4 separate regions of the Mus musculus genome follow, and regions 1, 2 and 4 are each linked to region 3. The links are chromatin contacts, called in public HiChIP or PLAC-seq and Micro-C maps. All regions are on one chromosome and are shown on one strand. Each heading gives the region's core, a stretch centred on a gene start, on an enhancer-like site or on the middle of the called end of the contact. The rest is flanking DNA. Distances are from core to core; before and after follow the strand shown. Region 1 has its middle 12 kb from the start of Gm33145. Region 2 has its middle 130 kb from the start of Gm33145. Region 3 holds the start of Galnt18 (polypeptide N-acetylgalactosaminyltransferase 18). Region 4 has its middle 82 kb from the start of Gm33145.

Region 1 (2,700 bases), core at 39-2,538, 480 kb after region 3:
CCCTGTACTGGGGCATATAATCTTCAAAAGACCAAGGACCTCTCCTCCCATTGATGGCCGACTAGGCCATCCTCTGCTACATATGCAACTAGAGACACAAGCTCTGAGAGATACTGTTAGTTCATATTGTTGTTCTACCTATAGGGTTGCAGACCCCTTTAGCTCCTTGGGTACTTTCTCTAGCTCCTTCTTAGGGGCCCTGTGTTCCATCCAGTAGATGACTGTGAGCATCCACTTCTGTATTTGCCGGGCACTGGCATAGCCTCACAAGAGATAGCACACCCTAAGGTCCTGGAAGTAAAGATTTCAATAAACCTTTTTGGATAACACAACTCAACTTTCCAGAGAGCAATAGAGGCATCTTCAAAGAACTGTGTTGTGAAAGACTTAATCCACATGGGTTCACAGAACAGAACTAAGAATTTGGATGGGAATGGGGTGGGGAGATGGCTCAATAAATAAAGTGCTTGCTCTGCAAGCATGGGGGGCTGCGTTCAGATCCCCAGCATCCTGCAGCATGTATCTGTGACCTCCGGGTTCTAGGGACCAAACGGCAGATCCCAAAGGTTCACTGGCTAGTCAGGCTAGCTAAGCAATCTCTGGATGGATGAGACCTTGTCTCAAAACCAAGGTGGAGAGCAACTAAGGAAAGCATCCAGTATCACCCTCCGACCTACACACACACACACATACACACACAATAGGAGGGATTACAAAATGTACAATAGGAAGATACAAAACGTAGCTACTTATAAAGATGATTCTAAAATGCAAACTGAAACAACTGTGCCCCCACCCTAAAGCTGAGCCAGAGAAAGCACAGGGTAGTAGTGGAGACGGTCTTTGGTCTCTGTTCCCTAGGAAAGCGATGGAGCTACATGGCCTCCTCCTGCTCTCCTCAACCTGATTCTCCTGTTCTCTGGCATAAGGGAGCCATTTTTAACCGTGCTGATTTTTAAGCTGCTGTTTCCAAAAGTTGATGTAAGAAGATGAGCTTGGAGATAGTGCCGGCTGCTGTGAGAAATGGAGCGTGAATCGTGGGTTCAGGAAATGAATATAAATTCAGCAGCTATTTTAATTTTTAATTGGAAAAAAAAAAGCCCATCCCAGCTGGAAAGAATAGAACAAGTATGTTCCATGCACAACACTATAGAAAGTATTTGCTAGCACTTCGTGTTGCCTGCCTCTGCCATCCCCACAATGGGGATGGAAGGATGTGTATAGGGGCAGCTGCCATTGCTGCCTGACTCCCTGGATAATAGAGGTCATGGTTTATGGGCACATGCTATTCTGCTCCAGGCGAGGCCTCATTGGTATGCAGGCATGGAAACCCAGCTGCTGGCCCCACACACTGATCAGATTTAGAAACTTAGTAATAATGTAAAAATGTCCCATATTTTTCTGGGAAGTTTCGCAATCAACTGGAGCAGGTGGGAACAGAAATGGGTCATGAGGACTGGCATTTACTAGGCACCTGCTGTGTGCTGGGCATTACTCAGTGAGTCACAGGAGCTTCCAATTCTGCCTAAGAAGGGGTTGGTACAGGTACATGTTGTACATGTGCCAGCATATGGCAATCTCCATGGAAACTGAAGGAAAAGGGAAGAAGCATAAAGTACTTGAAGAAAAGAAAGCAAAGATAGATCAAAGGTGCATGAAGGCCAAGCAGGAAAAGCAGCTTTCATCCATGGTGAATTAGGCAACCTCCTTGGGAGCCTTGCCTCCAGCAGGTGTAACTAATCTGGACAAGACTCGGGGTCAATGGAGATCAGAGACACAAGATGCCTGAAACTGAGGCTTGAGATGGATGAATGTTGAAAGAGCTGAGAGGATGGTAATTCTTGTCTATCGTGGGAGTCTCCCCAAGGCAGGTGGACTCCTCTGGGTATTTAGTTGTCTCTGCCGAGGGTTGTGATGCATCCAGAGCCCTGGCTGTGTTATTTCCACCTGCTTTATATTTACCAATATGATGCTGGGAGACAATCAGAGAGATTGTTCACAAAGCAGTTTCCTAAATCTCACCCTCAGAGATATGAGAGAAAAAGAGAGAGAGAGAGAGAGAGAGAGAGAGAGAGAGAGAGAGAGAGAGAGAGAGAGAGAGAGAGAAAGAGAGAAGAAGAAGAAGAAGAAGAAGGAGGAGGAGGAGGAGGAGGAGGAGGAAGAGGAGGAAGGAAGGAAGGAAGGAAGGAAGGAAGGAAGGAAGGAAGGAAGGAAGGAAGGAAGGAAAAAGGATGTCTTTAGTGGCCGCTGGAGATGTACATCATAAGATGGAAGGCAGGGGTGTCAGAGATGTTCAGCTTCCAGAGAACTTAGAAGCACTTTGGGCTATGCCTAATTCTCTCCATGACTGTTCTCTCTTTCACAGATTAGTTTGAATTACACCGTAACTTCCCAGATGCTTTCCCATTAAAATGAAACGTGGATGTTTGTAAAATATCCACCACTAGGAAGACTGTAGGCACAATGGGCACAAAGTCCTGCCCTGGTTGAAACCTACACCAAACCTGGGAGGCAATATTTGTTGTTGTCTGATGTATAATGAAATGGGGCTCAGAGATTAAGCAAGTCCATTCAGTGTTACTGTGGCCTCTGGATATAATTTGGTCTTTCTCTCAAACCCACCCTTCCCCACAGTAGACCTTTGGAAGAAGGAGGGCTCTGCTGAGGGTAGCAGCACCGGGTAGACTACTTCCAGAAGGT
Region 2 (2,700 bases), core at 6-2,505, 370 kb after region 3:
TTAATCCTGTCTCCAAAACACAAGCAAAAGAATTTGTAGTTGAGTCTCCATCTTAGTTAGCCTCGGTTTTTAAAACTGCACATGAAGAAGAAAGGGGCAGTTGCATATAGTGTCTGATTCTCTAGGAATAAAGATGTCAGGGAAAGTAGGTGGCTCCTCTTGGCTGCAGCCTCCCTCCATTCATGTGAGAGAAAAGACTTCCTCTGAAGCCAGAGATCCCCACCTGCAAGCATTCAGTGTCTGAGAAATATACTAACACACACACACACACACACACACACTCAAATAACAAGAGAAAAATAAGCCACTGTTACACAAGTCTATGTGTATGTTCCTTGCATCTACTGGCATCAGAATTCTCTTAGACACTTAGAGACAGAGAGGTCTCTGGCTCACTTATCCCAGAGTGAAACTGTTGGTGCCTTGAGCCTCATTAGTGCTTTGTACACACACCTCCTATGGCCCATCTAGGACCTAGTTATCAAATAGCTACTATGTGTCAATCACTGTGCTGGGCTCTGGACAATTGAGAGAAAGGAATAGCTAAATCTCTCATGCTTTCATTCACACACTCTGCTCCAATGTCTTTTTCCCAACTCGGTTCCTTCCTCACTGCCTGTGCCCTAGGTGTTCCTGGAAAGAGCATGCCTTCACTTTCCCCCTCTTTTTGGTTACTGGCCCTTGTTCCTGGAAAGAGCATGCCTTCACATTCCTCCTCTTTTTGGTTACTGGCCCTTGTTCCTGGAAAGAGCATGCCTTCACTTTCCTCCTCTTTTTGGTTACTGGCCCTTCTCCATGACCAAGCTGTCTCCAGGAAGAAGCAGCAGATTTCTTCTTCCATTTCATATTTCAACTTCCTTTTCTTTTAGCATGAAACCAACCAAAACCACCCAATCCCAAACACAGCTATTGTCCTCAGATCTATGTAAAGTGTGTTCTCTCTACCACATACCCTTGTATGTTCAACTGCTTGCCTCCCCTTCCTCCTTTCTTCCTTGCCCCCCCCCTTTCCTTCTTCCTCTCCCTCTCTCATTTTTTTCCAGTCTCTCATCCAGGTTTCCCACTCATTCATTCACTCATTTTTTTATTTATTAAGCAGTTGCTATGAAGGAGACATTGAACTAGGTACCAGGAATGCTGAGATGAATGAATACAGGTCCAGAGCTGTCTGAGCCCCCACAGTCTCATGTGGGCAGTGAAGACCTTTATAAATGTTTATAAGAGTGGGAAGGGAGCAGTCCCAGGGAAATGACACAGTTTCGAGTAGTGTGTGGGAAGTTAGCATTGACATTTGAACTGAATTTTGAAGATAAAGAAAAGGGGGGAAAGGCCACCCGGAGGAAATGACTCGGTGGCTTAAAATAACAGGACATAAATAAAAAAGCAAATGTCAAAAGCCCAGTGCAATGATCTTTTCAATAAAGTCTATGAGGGAAACCGGATGTCCATATTCAGAAGGGTCAAACTAGACTGCAAGTCTCTCACCACACACATTCTCTTTCTTTCTCTCTCTCTCTCTCTCTCTCTCTCTCTCTCTCTCTCTCTCTCTCTCGCACACACACACACACACACACACACACACACACACACACATGTACACACATGTGCACACATACACATACCAATTCAAAATGGATTTTGGACTGAAGGCTAAGCCCTGAGACTATGCAGGCCAGCAGAAACCAAAGGAAATGTTGGAGAAAGACAGTGTGGGGGTGAGGAGATGCGTTTCTTGGGTAGAACTTGGTTGCACAGGAAACTAAACACTATGAGCCTGAACAGAGCTAGGAGAGCAGCATGGAAGAAGCTGTCTGGCACTCCCTGCCTGACAAGGGACTAAAATCAGAGCATGCAAGAAACAAAGAGAAATTCTGGCAGCTAAACACCAAAGGGTCAGATTTTAAAAACAGGCACGTGATATAAATGGACTTTCCTCACTTTTCCTCTAAGGAAAACACAAAAATAGCCAAGAAATTGATGGGGAAAGCATTGCTAATTGGGAAAATGCAAATTTAAGCCATGAGAAGATCCCATCTCAGCCCTGCCAGCAGGGATGTGATCAAGAAGATAAAAACAGTAAACAGTAGCCAGGCTGTGAGAAGGGGGACCATGACTCCCTTGATGCAAATGTGCATTAGTACAGCCATGACTGAGAACAGCATGGGACGATTATCCTCAAACACTTCCCGTAGAACCACCATATGATCCAGCAATCTGACTCCAAAGTGTATTTAGAAAGAAATGGCAGTGAAAGCATTAGAGATGAATACACTCTTATTTACTGCAGAACTGGTTTGCAGCAGCCAGCATATGTCATCATATCAGCCAAAATGTCCATCAGTGAAAGAACAGATAAAGAAAATGTGGTATAGATACACAAATGGAATATTATTCAGCCATTTGCTATAATGTGGGTGGGAACTGCAAAACATGCTAAGTTCAGTAAGTCAAGCAAACATCATATACATTCATAGACTCATACACAGGCACTAAAAGGATCGATTCTATAGAGGAGAAGAGAATAGAGTCTATCAGAGGTTGGGAAGGGCAGGCGGGAATGAGGGTGACTACAATGGAAGAAGGGAAGCGTTAGGAAAAGGATACAGTCCGATCTGAGGAATTCTAGTGAGTGTGTCCCATAGCACTCGCACAGTGGGGTGACTACTGTTAACAGTGATTCGGTGTGCATTTCAAAGTGGA
Region 3 (2,824 bases), core at 120-2,619:
CCCATGCCCCTGTTTCTAACCAAGGTTTTGGGGATCTTGAGTTGGAATCTGAGGGTATGTGGGGCAATCAGGCCCAGCAGCATTCCTTCTATCAGCCCCTGTGGCTGAATTGCTGATGGTAAAGAAAGACATTCAAGCAGAAAGCCAATGAGGTGGAACCAAGCCAGCTAGAGGACAAGCTCCTTCTTGCTGCCCACAGCCTTAGACTCTGTAGCTTCCAGTAGGGGAGAAGAGCTGAGAGTGGTCAATAGAAAAATCAAGGTTTGCTGAGCAGCCAGGTGGTGTTCTTGGACCCGGGAAGGGAGGAACTGCATCCTGGAATGATAACCACAGGAGCCTGGGCACCCACTGTGTGTCCTGTCCTAAGCCCTTTTGGTATATCCTCTCATTTAATACTTATAAGCAGGAAGGTATTGTTGATATTTGATAGATGGGGGAAATGTCTCTTATGGTGTTCTGACCCTTGCTCAAGCTCATGTAACTAACACATACAGGAGCATCAAACCCAGGAGCCTCTCTCTCTCTCTCTCTCTCTCTGTGTGTGTGTGTGTGTGTGTGTGTGTTTCTACATCCTCTCTCCAGAAAGGCTCTGTCGACCACTTGATAGCCATGAACACTGAATGTGTGGGAATTATACAAGTCATGGAGAATTGCATCCTCTTGTCCCAATACTGCGTATAAGGCTTCCTTAGACGTGGGGTGTAGTGATATCCATAAGCAGTAACGGCTCCCAGAGCATGAATTCGTCCAGGGAGCTGCATAGTGCATAGATGTGACCAACGATTGCAGAGACACCCTCACTATTCACTATGCCTCTCCTAGAGATTTCCGGAAGGCATTTGGTGACACCCGGGAGACCAACAGAGAGAGGCAGAGTAAAGGCTCAAGAAGCATAAGGTGTGGACATTATGAGGCCTAGCCACTTGTATGGTTTGAGTCTCCATTATCAAAAAGGAGATGGAGGCGAGGAGTCCGTTTTTTCAGGTGGAAAAGCAGAATGCCCTCAGTTGGGGAAGGTGAGGGTATAGGAGCATCTTGGTCCCCAAAGCTTGGGCTTCTTAGCGGGAGCGCGAGCGGGGAATTACTCTAGAGGTGGAATCTGCCGGCCTGGGCGGGGACTGGAGGTTCCTGATCTGCAGGCCCTAGGGTGGCCCGAGGGCGCGGGAGACTCAGCTGTGTCCGGACCGGAGCCTGCTGCCAGCAGGTGGGGCGCGGGGCGGGGCTCCGCCCCCTGGCCCCTCCTCGTTGGTCCGCAGCCGCCCAGTCCCGACCCTTTTCCAGAGCCAGAGCGCGATTGGTGGCGGCGCTTGTCGCTCGGAGGGGGCCGGGCCGCTCTGCTTCGCTCCTCTGGTCGCAGCCACAGCCGCGGTTCTCCTGAGCGGCGAGCGGAGGGCTGGTGGCATCTCCCAGGCAGCCAGCACTGGAGATGGAAAGCAACGCGGCTGGGCCCTGGCAGTGACAAAGTTTCCCAGCCCTGCAGGTCTCGTCTCGCCACTGCCGGCCACCCGTGACCGCCTAGGGAAAAGCTCGGGGATTTTGAATTTGCGGGGGAAAAGCCCAAAACAAAAATCTAGACCCACCTCGTTTTCTTTGTGGAGCTCTTTCTCAGGGTGGCCAGCGGCCGGAGCTGCAAAGTTGTGCGCCGCAGCTCACACTGCCAGGAGACCCGCCTTTGGAGAGACTTAGGTGCTGGCGCACCCAGAGACCCCAGACGTGCCAAGGGGGTTGAGCGCGGGGGAGTTTGGGGTGTACAGCGAGGAGGGGCCCCGGGTGCTCTATATGGAGGAAGGACCCCAGAATGGTGTGTACCAGGAAGACCAAAACTTTGGTGTCCACTTGCGTGATCCTAAGCGGCATGACCAACATCATATGCCTGCTGTACGTGGGCTGGGTCACCAACTACATCGCCAGCGTGTATGTGCGGGGGCAGGAGCCAGTGCCCGACAAGAAGCTGGAGGAAGATAAAGGGGACACCCTGAAAATTATCGAGCGGCTGGACCACTTGGAGAATGTCATCAAACAGCATATCCAAGGTACAGGCGTCCTGAGAAACTTGAGCCAGGCGCGAGGCCCGGGAGTGCCCAGTGTGTTCTGCTTGTGGGATGCGCTGGGGCCAATGCGTAGGAGACCAGCGATTGCAGGGAGGGCTATAGGTTGGCAGCTACGTGGTTGGAGGGATTGCAAGGACTGGTGTCCTGGATCTTTTGTGTCTGCCGCCCTGTGAGTCTTCCCTGTGTACGCGTGTGCACAGGTGGTGTGTGTGTGTGTGTGTGTGTGTGTGTGTGTGTGTGTGTGTGTGTGTCTGTGTGTGTGTGTGTGTAGCTTGCTGTCAGTATGGGGACGCGATGTGCACGTGTCCAAACGTGCGTATGATTCCAGGGTGCTCCTTTCCAGGATCGCAGGATCTCACACTAGTCCGGGAGTGTGTCTGACTGGATGTTTGTGCTTCCAAGAGAGAATGTGAGGGCAAAAGAGCTTATTTGCCGGGCTTGTAAGGGACAAGAGAAATGCCTTGTATGACTCTAACTGTGGGTTTTAAGGAGCAGCAAGCTTCAAGACAAATGCGGAGTAGAAAATTACATCGGCCCAGTATTGGCTCCAGCCTCAGTCAGTCTCAGTAGGACTGGGACTGCAGGGGGCATCTTAAGTAGAAAACTGTCCCCACCTAGAGCACACCTGCCTATCCAGGATCCTCCCCTAAGGAGCAGGTGTCAAACCCAAGAAGCAGCTTAGTCCACTGTGGTGGTGTTTCTTCTGTTTCGGATGGAGAAAACCCACGCTGGGCTGCGGCTTTACTTCAGAGCCTTCCGGGTTCTAGCAAGGC
Region 4 (2,700 bases), core at 77-2,576, 410 kb after region 3:
AGTTGTCACATGGTTGTATGTCCACTGACACAAGTCCCCAGTGATGTTCTGTGTGACAGACAGACTGTAACGCTGTTTCTCAAACCATGTAACATGAGCTAATGCATACAAACTTCTACTCAGTTCCTGATCTGTGGCATGGATGTGATCATATTACCTGTAGCTATGGGAGCCCAGGAGAAAAGCCACAAGGAAAACATAACTCTAGGCACATTCAGAAACCCCAGCAGTGGGCACAATTCATTCTCAGGCCTTGCCAGGGTCTTCCTGGGAGCCAGGCCAGGTCTGTATGTACTCCCACAGCTTCTTGTCACAGCAAATCAAAAAATGACTTTGTCTGTCCTTAGATTCCTCATGGCAGAAATCTTGCCTGTTTATTTACTGCAGTCGTAGGGCCTAGCCTTGTTTCTCTTGTGTTCTTTTATTCTGGTACAGTTGGGAGGGTGTGGATACAGGACAGAGCACATACATTCTCTTGCTGTATTTGGAGATGTAGTCATAAGGCAAGGGAAGGAATCCAAAATGTGTCCTGAGGAGATCTAGCAGCTGATGGTCAATCTATGAATGCTCCTTTCTGCCTCCCCAGGCTTATTACAATACATTCTGCATGGCTGTAATGTTATGTCATTTTGTTTTCTGCAACTCAGTGGTAGAGCATATCCATCAAAGGCCAGTTCTTCTCTGTGTTTGAACAAGAGAAAGACCATAGTGATGCTCTGGGAAGATCTTATGCTATGAGTTTAGAGGACCACATTTTAGCCCTGTGTTGTCATTGAGTCTCTGTGTCACCTTGCACTATAACTAGGACCCCAAGACACACTTGACTCACAGCAATTGAAACACTGGGATGTTCACTGAATCCCAGGAAGTAGTAGCTAGCTTACCTGTATACCTTACTGACTCAGGCCTAGGTCCCATAGAATAGTACTCTCATGTAGCATATCCCAGAGAAAGCTAAGGAGGACACCTCTCCCACGGTGGGCCTGAGGCTACCGAGACTGGTAAGTTGTACGGTGATGGTGAGAAGTGCGGATCAAGCTGCAGCCACTGCCAGGCAGGCCACACCGGGAATAACTGTGACAGTAGAACTGCCATGAACTTGGGGAAAGAGCTGGGCTCAGAGATGCAGCCAAGAGAGGCCAAGAAGAAGACTTACTGATGACTCAGTCTCTGAGAATCCACCTTGGTCGTAATTCCCTGCAATTAGAAGCTTGAAAATCCCCCATCTTCCAGCTCTTAAGTGGAGTTCCGGCTGTTTCTATTCCTGGAGCCAAATGGCTGCTGACTAAGTCATCTTCTCATACCAGATGCCAACAGAACAAAACCTTAGCCAATAAGAGGGCTCCACTCATGACAGCTTCATCTGTTTCAAAGACCTCTGTCTTCACCCATCTGTATTAGTCAGCATTCCATCACATAAGGAATTGCCTGAAGTAACCAACTTACAGAGAGAAAAAGTTTATTTAGGTTAATAGTTCTGGAAGCTTTAGGATATGATTGATTGTCCCTGTCACCCTGGGCCTGGGGCAAAGTAGTAAATTGTGGTGGGAGTATATGGGAGCAGAAAACACCACAGCTGGGAAGCCAAAGAAAACTAGAGAAGGGCGGGGCTGGAATCCCAGCATCCTATTCCAGAGTACACTCCCAATGACCTAAGGATGTCCCACTGGACACCACCCCTTAAAGTTCCATGATCTCCCAAAGGCACCATGTTGAGGACCAAGCCCTTATCACATGGACTTCGGCACATACATTCCTGGCAATATCAATATTTTTATTTGACTGCACTAGATCAGAGAAAGGGGCACCTTAGTGTTTCATTATGCAAATGAGGAATCAGATCTAGTGAGGGATGAGTATGGAGTCGCCCAAGGCCTCAGAAGTGCACGTTAGCCTGGCCGTACTCTAGAGGGTCTCTGTGGTGACCTCACAAGGCCCCCTTTCTACAGTGAGATCTATACCTTGAGCCGAAGCTGGTACAAAGTCAAGGTTCTTCGTGGAATTCTACTGTAGAGCAGTCTCAGTTCTTGTGGCAAGTGCCCAGAAAGCATCATGGGAGGAGCCATGGCTGCTGGACTGTGGATGCAGGGGGAAGGAAAGGGAAACAAGCAGTCCTGTCGACTAGGAAACTAGACATGTTCCAGAGGCCCACCAAGCCCCACCCAGCTCCCATGCATGCCCAGAATGAGCACTGCAGCCAAGTGGTTACCCTTTCAAAGCCAGAAGAGAGACCCTGTTGGATGGGACTCACCTTGATGAGTAGTCACGAATACCAGCAGATCCTGTGAAATGTGAGCACCGAGAGAAGTGAGTCCCCAGAAGCATCATCTTGGAAACCAAGAGCCTAAAGTGGCTGAGGAGGTAATTCCAAAGACTTTTCCATTTTCCTAAACTTGCCACCAGAAGAAAACTAAAAGATGACTTCTTGAGGATGCATTCCTGTGAGTGCAAAGCCATGGAGTCTGGAGTTATTTGAACTACATGAAATGTGTACTGTTCAGCTTTGGTGGTCTCTATGGCTACTAAGCCATGGCATGGCACTAAGCAGGCTTGTAACAGAGATTGATGTGGGTTGGCTTAAAGTGCTATTATCCCATTTCTCAGATGGGACATTGGACCTCAAGACCCTGAGGTCAATTACATGGCCCTCTCTCCAGAAACTGGATTCAGGTAGCATGGCTCCACCTTTGGTCCACAGTT

The links. Hi-C and Micro-C count contacts between places; a contact is called where the count stands out from the background. HiChIP or PLAC-seq counts read pairs in DNA pulled down with a chosen protein or histone mark.
Region 1: an H3K27ac HiChIP or PLAC-seq map of VIP interneurons shows a contact between it and region 3, with 6 times the contacts expected there. The contact joins the enhancer-like site here to the promoter of Galnt18 in region 3. A contact is called at or near these places in 3 of 39 promoter capture datasets (the 3T3-L1 cell line, cranial neural crest and frontonasal cranial neural crest), 1 of 484 Hi-C or Micro-C datasets (cerebral cortex), 4 of 115 datasets of contacts at active chromatin or transcription factors (SST interneurons, VIP interneurons, embryonic forebrain and 1 more) and 1 of 9 other capture datasets (embryonic stem cells).
Region 2: a contact with region 3 is called in an H3K4me3 HiChIP or PLAC-seq map of embryonic forebrain, with 4 times the contacts expected there. The contact joins the enhancer-like site here to the promoter of Galnt18 in region 3. A contact is called at or near these places in 4 of 39 promoter capture datasets (the 3T3-L1 cell line, 3T3-L1-derived adipocytes and hippocampal neurons) and 3 of 115 datasets of contacts at active chromatin or transcription factors (embryonic forebrain, embryonic limb bud and forebrain).
Region 4: a contact with region 3 is called in a Micro-C map of muscle stem cells, with 4 times the contacts expected there. The contact joins the enhancer-like site here to the promoter of Galnt18 in region 3. A contact is called at or near these places in 6 of 39 promoter capture datasets (the 3T3-L1 cell line, 3T3-L1-derived adipocytes, hematopoietic stem and progenitor cells and 2 more), 1 of 15 datasets of contacts at CTCF or cohesin (the NIH/3T3 cell line), 3 of 484 Hi-C or Micro-C datasets (forebrain, muscle stem cells and myocytes) and 4 of 115 datasets of contacts at active chromatin or transcription factors (the NIH/3T3 cell line, embryonic basal ganglia, embryonic forebrain and 1 more).

What each region holds. Positions count from the first base shown.
Region 1 is chr7:111,296,014-111,298,713 of GRCm38.p6, reverse strand. No RefSeq gene overlaps it. Among named protein-coding and RNA genes, the nearest start is that of Gm33145, 12 kb to the right of the region's middle. Within about 2 kb of position 1,288, at least 18 of the 459 cell types and tissues checked have an H3K27ac peak or open chromatin away from gene starts, as enhancers often do. A contact at or near this core is called in SST interneurons, VIP interneurons and cerebral cortex, where this site is marked.
Region 2 is chr7:111,412,571-111,415,270 of GRCm38.p6, reverse strand. No RefSeq gene overlaps it. Among named protein-coding and RNA genes, the nearest start is that of Gm33145, 130 kb to the right of the region's middle. Within about 2 kb of position 1,255, at least 3 of the 459 cell types and tissues checked have an H3K27ac peak or open chromatin away from gene starts, as enhancers often do.
Region 3 is chr7:111,778,522-111,781,345 of GRCm38.p6, reverse strand. It overlaps Galnt18 (polypeptide N-acetylgalactosaminyltransferase 18), which reads left to right and starts at 1,369. Exons shown (of 11, transcript NM_001360903.1): 1 at 1,369-2,033. The coding sequence starts at 1,799.
Region 4 is chr7:111,366,062-111,368,761 of GRCm38.p6, reverse strand. No RefSeq gene overlaps it. Among named protein-coding and RNA genes, the nearest start is that of Gm33145, 82 kb to the right of the region's middle. Within about 2 kb of position 1,326, at least 44 of the 459 cell types and tissues checked have an H3K27ac peak or open chromatin away from gene starts, as enhancers often do. A contact at or near this core is called in muscle stem cells and myocytes, where this site is marked.